2 separate regions of the Columba livia genome follow, and region 1 is linked to region 2. Evidence: chromatin contacts called from public Hi-C data. All regions are on one chromosome and are shown on one strand. The core of a region is the stretch at or near the end of the contact, and the rest is flanking DNA. Distances in the headings are between cores, read along the strand shown. Region 1 overlaps CDKN2AIP (CDKN2A interacting protein). Region 2 holds the start of RWDD4 (RWD domain containing 4).

Region 1 (4,073 bases), core at 644-3,143, 53 kb before region 2:
AGTGTATTGTAAAGCATTCACGCTGATTGAGCCCTTCCTTTGCTACATTTTTACGCAATGTACAGATGGTTTGAAGCAAAGAAAGTAGATTACTTTTTATTTTCAATGTTCCTGAAATACCTGCACAAACTGCATGTTTTGATATATTGCATAATGACATATAATTGTAAAAACATGACGTCTTCAGTGCTATTTTGGATTAATCTTGTCTGATTACAATAGCTAGTGTCATTTAATGGAGACCTGACACTTGACTGACAGATCCATTGATCGAGTAGTACAGCAGTGATTAGGAATTCCTGGGATCCAGTAGTATATGTGTCCACTTAGAGACTTCAGGTTCTTTTGTGATTTTGGGACTAAACCACAATGGCATTGTTACACTGTACCCTACATGATTTTGAACAGCAGCGGCTGCCTGGTCCATAGCACTCGAAGCCTGTAAGGCGCTCGTGCTTCCCCATGCCAGTTGAGAACTTCCTCCATCTGATACCTGTGCTGCAGTGCCTGCAGTCGCCCTTGGCTCTAGTTAGGTTTCTCAGGAGCTCCCCCTCTGTGTTTCTGGAGCATCACCTGGAGTGTGGAACGCGATGTGTTAAATTGCATCTCACACAGCTCAAGAATTGGTGTGTGTTACTAGCACAGAGCAAATTTCATGCTGTATATAGGAGTTGTGGTGTTCATGCCAGGAAGCATGAGATCTGTTTTTAGATCCTCACCCTGTTTGGGTAGAGACATGGAGTGACTGTTTTTGTGGGGTGGGAATTGCGCCCTGTGCCCTCTGAAGTACAGCCTTTCTAGCTGTTTATTTCGGCATCTTGAGATCTCTGGTTGAGAATTGCAGCAAGTGTTGCAATGTGAAAACCTGTGTTTCTTGTCTGTAAAGCAAAGCCAACAGTATTTACCAACCTCGAGAGGATGTTGGGGTGACTGTGTTAAAAGGCTGAGGTGCTAGATGCCTTTTTAAAGTCCTGACTTAAGCTTACTTTTTAAAAAATTTTGTGAATGTTATTCCTCTTTGATGTTTGGTTGTGATTCATTAAAGGATGAGTCTGTAGCTACTCTTAATAGAAACTGAAAGTGGATGTGTTTTTTTTAATTTCACATTCTGCATGGAAAGCAGCTCAACGGGCAAATTCCAGCATACAAGTGTTAAGCAATAAGCATTAAGCGTTTGAATGAGAATTTATTAACATTTCATTAACCCTAAAGTAAGAAAAAGAATTTGAAGAACTGGCTGTGGCAAAGAAGTGTTGGTACAGTCCCATCAGCTGTAAAACCTCTGAGTCTCCCTTCCAGGTGCTGTCCTGGTCTCTGGCAATTTGGCCACTGGCCTTTAATTGTCAGACCCTGCTGATGAGGACCGTCTGGAACAAATGCACAAACACTGTGGGTGTGCAAAGTTGTCTGGGGGCAAATGAAACCAACCGACCGAAAGAAAAACTGACCCTGCTTTTTCAGCGGGAGTGCAGGAAATTGCAGTCATTAAGCATGACTCCGTTTCCTCTGAGGGCCGCTAGGACAGCTCAGGTCCGTATGGCTGGTTCCTTGCGGCCAGCGGCCCCGCCGGTTGCTGTTAGCAGGTTACCAGGTACACACCAGTTCTGGCGGCTACCGGTGAAAACTCTCCAGCTTGCAGGGGAAGTGAGGTTGGGCGCTGGCCACGAGGTGGCGCCAGAGCGTCCCGCCGGCGGGGTTCCCGCCCTTCCCCCAGGCCCGCGCAGGGGCGGAGCTGCAGCGTATCATTTGCTTAATGTATTCCTGGGGGTGGGGCCGCGCCGGTGGACCCTCCGTGGGGCAGGAATCGCGCTCCCCGGGAGCGTGGCGGTTCTATGGGGCCGGTCGGGCAGCCTGCCTGTCTGTGCACCGGCTGCGGAGACCAGCAGAAAGAGAAACGGGGCGGCGTGCACTGTTCGCCCTATCCCGGAGGGTCTCCTGACCCCGGCCGATATAAGCTGGCGACGTGTATTTGTAAAGCGGTCGGGATGTTCTGAAGACCTGCTCGCTAGGCCACGCACGGAGGACAGTAGTTCCTCATGGGCCCCGCGCCCGCCTAGGGGAAAGTCCCCGGACCGCCGGCAGAGAGTGTCGGGCGCTGTGCGCGCCCTGGCCCGCCCCCGACTCACAGTCCCCGCCGAGACGCCCCCGGGCCGAGCGGGTGAGGGCGGGGCGGGCTCTCGTCACGGTCACAGAAACGCAGGTAGTGCGCAGGCGCACTAACAGAACGGGGCTCACTCTCAGGCCATCCCTTTTTGCTGGACCGTCCCAGCGGAGGAACATCGTGGGGGAAAACTTGCTGCGTGGGACCCCTTCGGCACAGCAGAGATGTTTGCAGGCAGAGCAAAGCGCGCGTGGGGCCACACCGCTTCCACGGCAGGGGCTCTGGCTGGCAGGATGCATCCCGCAACCCCATTCTCACACCCGCAGAACCTTGGCGTGCCTCCTGACCTACAGGCTCATTAAGGGAGGCCTGACCGAGCTCATGTCCCTGCCCGAAAGCCTTTCCTTCCTTCCTTCCCTGCTCCAGTAAGAAGGAAGAGGCCAGATGGGCGCATCTTGTCATGTTCGTTTGCCGTACGCAACAAACAGTTGAACAGCAAACGCAGAAGAGCCTGATGCATATCTGAGTGACGGCACAAAAGCTGATGTAGCACAAACATCTCACCTCTCCAGCGCAGCAGTCACGCACACGCTGATGTGCAGGGCTGTGCCTGCGGGATGTGCAGCTGGGGCTCCCCTGCTCGCTTGGGGCTCCCCTGCTCGCTTGGGGCTCCCCTGCTCGCTTGGGCCTCCTAGAGAAAGCAGCACCTCTGAGCAGTGAGTGCCACCAGGGTTACCTGCCCTCTCGAGGCGGATTTTCATGCTTATGCTCCCTATCAGGAGAATCTATGCAAGATGCTGCTCCCTGCAGCAATCATGCATATGTTCTAGCCGTGCTGATAAGCTGAATTAATATCATAGGCAGTTCTGTTCTTACCTCTAGTTTGTCAAACAAATAAAGCATCACCATGCTTGACTCCATGGAAGTAAGCCTTCTGCTGCCCATAAGTCATGTCTGGGTATGAAACGTGACAGAAGGGCACTGGCAGAGATGCCCAAAATAACGTGAAGTTCAGGCATCTCAAGCCAAAAACGTGATAAATGGAGCACCCAAGCTGCCCAGAGCCAATGCATCCTTCTGGTTCACGCTCTATTGGTATTCATGAAGCTCCCGTGGTAAGCCCTAGTTCAGGTCTGCTGAACTAGCAGTGTGTTTCTTTTTGGTCAACTACAGGCACACGGCCTATCTGCAGGCACAGTGCAGTTTGCAAACCCCGCTGGTTTCCAACATTTGCAATTCTTCTCCCAGAAATATCTGCACAGCGACACCTTTTCAGCAATGTCAGAGCCCTGCGCTCAGCAGAGGAGACCAGCGTGCAGAGCGGGGAGTAGCTCCCTGCAGAACTAGCTATGGCAGCTCTGACTGCTTCACACCAGAGCTTTGAAAGGGTGCACAAAGGGCTGACAAACCCCCTGGCCTGAGCCATCTTTTTGGTTGCTGTCTTAGTCACTTGAACTACTTAAGTGTCTTTCTTTTCTCCCATAATTCTTCATATGATCAGCTATATGTACATGGGAAAAAAAGAGATTTCAAATTAAAATGCTATCAAAGAACACATCCCAAAAGAAACAACTAAACTAGGGCACAGCTTTAAGAAGTTCTCTGTTGTTTTTTTTCTTTGTTGTTGAGAAGCTGTAATGAAATCCTGGTGTCCTAGTTTCATCTGCTAAAAAGGATATATCTAAGGCTCTATGAAGCTAACATTTCATGAGCTGTCATCCTTTTGTAGTGCAGGTAGCAGTTGCAGTACAGGCTGAAGACTGCAGACACACTTGTGTAGACAAGCTGAAGCTTGTGTAGTGATTGATGTGGGGTTTTGATTTTTTTGTTTGTTTGGACCCTAAAGATTGCACTAAAGCACCTCAACAATTTGGGCTCATTTTCTCTGTGTATGGACAATATTCTCTCACTTCTATAATAGTTTGTGGTAAATGTTGGTCTTCAAATTTGTTAACAGGAGAGAAAAGGTAAA
Region 2 (4,312 bases), core at 835-3,334:
CTGGCTTCACCAAATTTTATAGAATGACGTGTAACCAGAAGAAAAGTCCTAATCAAGGTAAGGGTACCGTACATTATTTTTTTTTTTAAGTTGGTGCATTTTTTAATTCACAGTGTCTGTTTCAGCAAAGTGGACAAACTGACATTCACAAGCATCTGTTTTAGAGGTAAAATAAATAACACTTTACATCAAGAATCTGCAACATTTTTCAAGACATTATCTACAGTGTAGCAGCCCCGTTCCCACCAGTGCCAAGAAGAGAACTGGGGGTGCAGTTTACAGAGTTGCCTCAGGAAAGCCCTGTCTGCACACTGAGCAAATCCATTGGGAGAGCTGCGTGACATGACCGTGCTCCTCCTTTTCAGTGCAACCTAAAAACTGGGTGGCCTTACTTCAAATGCTGTTGCTGCTACATTTTCTCAATATTTGAAAAATATTTCTTTAATCTCAATTTCATAGCACGCTGATTACAAAACAGCTGTGTTTTGTATGCAAGATGTGTGAGAAATGAGGCTCAGGAAAATGGGATACTAATTCTTTCTACCTTCTCATGCATTCACTTGCACTATGCTTTCTCATAACACAAATTCTCCTTCATAGGAAAGCTGTATTATTGCCCTTTCCTGCCACTAAGTTTTACAGTACTTAAATTGAGTTGTCCTAACTGTTGACAATTATTTTTTGTCTAATAAATATTAGCAACGAGCAAAGCTAGTAAAATGTAGAATGATACACTGCAGGCTTGCAGATATGCTGCATTTACTCTTTTGAAGAAATCAAACTTACTAATAAAGGTCCTATCAATGAAGGAAGGCTGCGCTTAAATGGATGGGATTCAAGTGCCATTAATTAAGTTGACCTATATTTCATCACAACTACTCATGTTATTCTGAAGTTATTTGAGAAGTTACAAAAAGGTAATATGCATATGGCATTTTCAGAAGTCTCCCTTCTGTCCCACAGGTGCCTGAGTTTTCAGTAAATTTCTCTGGCCACCTAAAGATCTGCCTCAGTCTGTGCCCAGAACTTCCAGGTCTTTAAATTTTGGAAAATTGCAAATCTCAAGCTCAGCACTCCCTGTATGTGTTTTCTGAGCAGACTGTATCAATGTACATACCTGAAGCATTTTGTGAATTTTCTCTTTAGCAAGTAGACAAGGCACGCCAGCTATCTCTGGACAAAAGACTGTAATTTAGCAATAAGGAAGTTTCAGAGCTTTACACAGAAACTGACTACTTAGTTTAAGAAGTATTAAGCATTACTCAGCAGGCTGGCTCCTGCAGCCAGTCTGCCGGTTCTACCTATGTAGTACATGGACGTGTAGGTAGGATGCCCAGCTAAGGGCTGACAAACCTGCGTGGGAACAGGTTCCTAAAGACAAAGCATTGTACTATCAAGAATCATCATACCAAAGATCCTGAAACAACGGCCTCCAGATCGAGTTTTCACTGCCCGCCTTACACCCATTCGTTTCAGAGAACGCCCGGTATGTCAAACACAAGGCAGCAGAGCAGCTTCGGGGCGAAGCCTGCACCGCAGAGACCCGCAGACCTTGCCCTGCCTTACCCGGTACTGGAAGGACACGGGGCTGAGCTCCCTGAAGCACAGGTCTCCCTCGTAGATAGAGCGCAGCGCTTCCAGCTCCATCTGCAGCACGGACAAGCCGGTCACCGCCGCCAGCCCGCACACGGCGCTCGGTTTGACACGCTCCGCACGGCCCCGCCGCTTGCCCGGCCCGCCCCGCTCCCCCCGCCCCGCCGCCGCCCGGCTCCCTCCCCCTCGCCCGCTCAAGCGGCCGGCTCTTCCCTCCCGACGTCCACCACCTCCTCTCTCCGCGCACGGAGGTTCCCTCTCGCTGCAAAGGAGCGTCCCGGGCCGGCTGCCCTCAGGCCCCGGGCGCGGGCAGGGCCCGGACTCACCTCCTGGTCTTCGTTGGCCGCCATGGCGCGCGCTGCGGGGCGGGCAGTGCGCGGAGATCCGCCCCCCGTCCCCCACTCTCTCCCTCCCTCTCTCCCTTCCCCCCCTCCCCGCCGCCGGGGCTGGGCGGGACCCGCTGGCGGGGACCGGCTGGCGCGGCGCGGCCCCGCCGGTGTGGCGCCGGTGTGGCACACGGAGGCCCGAGCGGCCCCGCCTGATGGACACACCTCCCCTGATGGACACACCTCCCCTGAGGGCAGCGTGGACCCGGTCGCTCGCTGCTATTGGTGCCCTCTTCCAGTCGTCACCTCCTCCTTGTCTTTCCATTGGCCAGCCCTGCCAGGCTTGCATCCCTTCCTTCTTCAGCTAACTGGCTCCTTCGCCAGTGACGCCCCCGCGCGGGCCCTCTCTGACTGGCCCGGCGAAGGAGCGGAGGCGTCGATTGGTCGCTTCTGCTGCCCTTCCGATGCCCGGCACTCGTTTCCTGAGGCGGTGGCTCATCCTTCGCTCCGCCCGCCGGCGCCTCCCGTGACCCGCGGCAGCTCCCGGTTGTGCTGCCCGTGGCTGCGAGCGGCGACTGGGGGGACGTGCCTGACACCGGGTCAGAGCCCGGCAACGCAGCGGAGAGCTCCTGCCGCCGGGCTGGGCCGGGGAGGAGCGGCTGGCCTGGGCCGCCGAGGCGCCGCGCTGAGAGTCGCCCTCCCGCCGCCTCGCAGGCTGCCAGCCCGGGCGCAGGATGACCCCGACGCAGTGGGACTTCCCAGTGGAGCTGTGCTGCCGGCCTATGGCGTTTGTCACCCTCACCGGCCTGGACGTGGTGTACAACGCCGTGCACAGGGCCGTGTGGGACGCCTTCTGCGCCAACCGCAGGGCCGACCGTGTCCCCATCTCCTTCAAAGTGCTGCCCGGCGACCACGAGTACCCCAAGTGCAGGACCAAGGTACCCAGCGGCCTGTGCCCCGGCTGCGCCCCGCCTTGGCGGGCCCGGCCCCTCGCGGGGTTCCGGCCTCTGCCCGTGTGGCAGGAGCCGGCGGCAGGCCCGAGGGGCGGGATGCGGGAGGGGGTGTCTCCTCGAGGGGAAGGGCTGTAGCGAGGGCTTGCGCTGATTTACCCGGGTCGCAGGCAGCTGAGCGGCAGTCGCGCTGCTTAGCTCTCGGCTGGGGCTCTGCTGCCTCCCCCCGCTGTTAGAGGGGAAGCCCGGGAACTTGAAGTGTGCGAAAGGCTGTCAGGGCTAAGGGAGAGCCACTGGCGCTGTGGCGGAGTGGTATAGACGCACAGGAAGCGACGGCACCTTAGTTCATTAGCGAGAAGCAGAGAAAGCAAATATATATTGTTTTAAGTACTTGCTGTTCGTTTATTCGGCATTAAGGTGTGCTTGTAAAATCTGAGCTTTGATGAAACCCAAAGTTTAACTCTGCAGAAACTATATATTTGAAATTGGTGTATTTTGAAAAAAAAAAAAAAGTAAAGCTTTTAGGCAAGTGAAATGCAGTAGAAATAATATCTTTGCTCTAATTGCTGCTTTCCAATCACAGTTAAGAAGTAATGTCAATGGGCAATGACATGGTTCTGTGATGCTGGCAAGGAACAAGAATGCTGTTTTTTCCTGGCTCTGTTTGAGAGCCCCCTTTTAAAATAAACCTGATTTTTCATGAAAGTGTGCAAAACATGCTTCTGAACTTGACCTTTTTCTCCAGAGTACCTGGTATCTGCTGTTCTTTGTTACTGCTATCTCAGGCATCAGGCTCCGATGCTAGGCAATTAGGTGTATGTCTTGATAGGAATCAAAGGCTTGAGGGGAATAATGGTAAAGATGACAAACATCTGCAAGTGGCAAGAAAGTAGAGGAGATTCCCTTTCTGCTATACTAAGAAGCCAGTAAATGGATTTGGTAGCTTGCTTTAATAACCTCAATATTTTCAGAGAACATCCTATGAATGGTATATTCCAAAAGGAATACTGAAGACTGGTTGGATGAACAAACACCTGAATTTGGTTCCAGCGCTTGTGGTGGTGTTCTATGAACTAGACTGGGATGAGCCACAGTGGAAAGAAAAACAGTCGGAATGTGCTACTCGAGTTGAAATTGTCAGGTAGGGTTTTTTCACTTGGTTCATAATGTGCTACAAGCTAATGGTAGGTGTGAGTTGCAGAATCCTTTTTGCATTCTAAGATATATAACTATTATTCTTTTCCTGAACACAAGAGGAACTTGAACTTTGCTTTTTAATGTACAACTGACAGCAAATAAACTTCTTTTTAAGAGGTTTCCTTGTAAAAGACATTTAAGTAAAAATAGCCCCAGAAATTTTGCTTACTAAGCTGAGCACAATTATTCTGTTCCATCTGAACAGCTCAGCATTCTCTGAATGGCTGTCGTGGTTTAACCCCAGCC

The links. Hi-C and Micro-C count contacts between places; a contact is called where the count stands out from the background.
Region 1: a Hi-C map of crop shows a contact between it and region 2, with 1.8 times the contacts expected there. The contact joins the enhancer-like site here to the promoter of RWDD4 in region 2. A contact is called at or near these places in 2 of 2 Hi-C or Micro-C datasets (crop and liver).

Annotation. Positions count from the first base shown.
Region 1 is chr4:34,852,786-34,856,858 of bColLiv1.pat.W.v2, reverse strand. It overlaps CDKN2AIP (CDKN2A interacting protein), which reads left to right. Exons shown (of 4, transcript XM_065061248.1): 4 at 1-2,251. Among named protein-coding and RNA genes, the nearest start is that of CDKN2AIP, 6.0 kb to the left of the region's middle. Within about 2 kb of position 1,893, at least 3 of the 3 cell types and tissues checked have an H3K27ac peak away from gene starts, as active enhancers do.
Region 2 is chr4:34,799,921-34,804,232 of bColLiv1.pat.W.v2, reverse strand. It overlaps RWDD4 (RWD domain containing 4), which reads right to left and starts at 2,084. Exons shown (of 8, transcript XM_065061245.1): 1 at 1,920-2,084; 2 at 1,567-1,647; 3 at 1,118-1,173. The coding sequence starts at 1,126. TRAPPC11 (trafficking protein particle complex subunit 11) reads left to right here and starts at 2,447. Exons shown (of 29, transcript XM_005500174.3): 1 at 2,447-2,857; 2 at 3,841-4,010. The coding sequence starts at 2,654.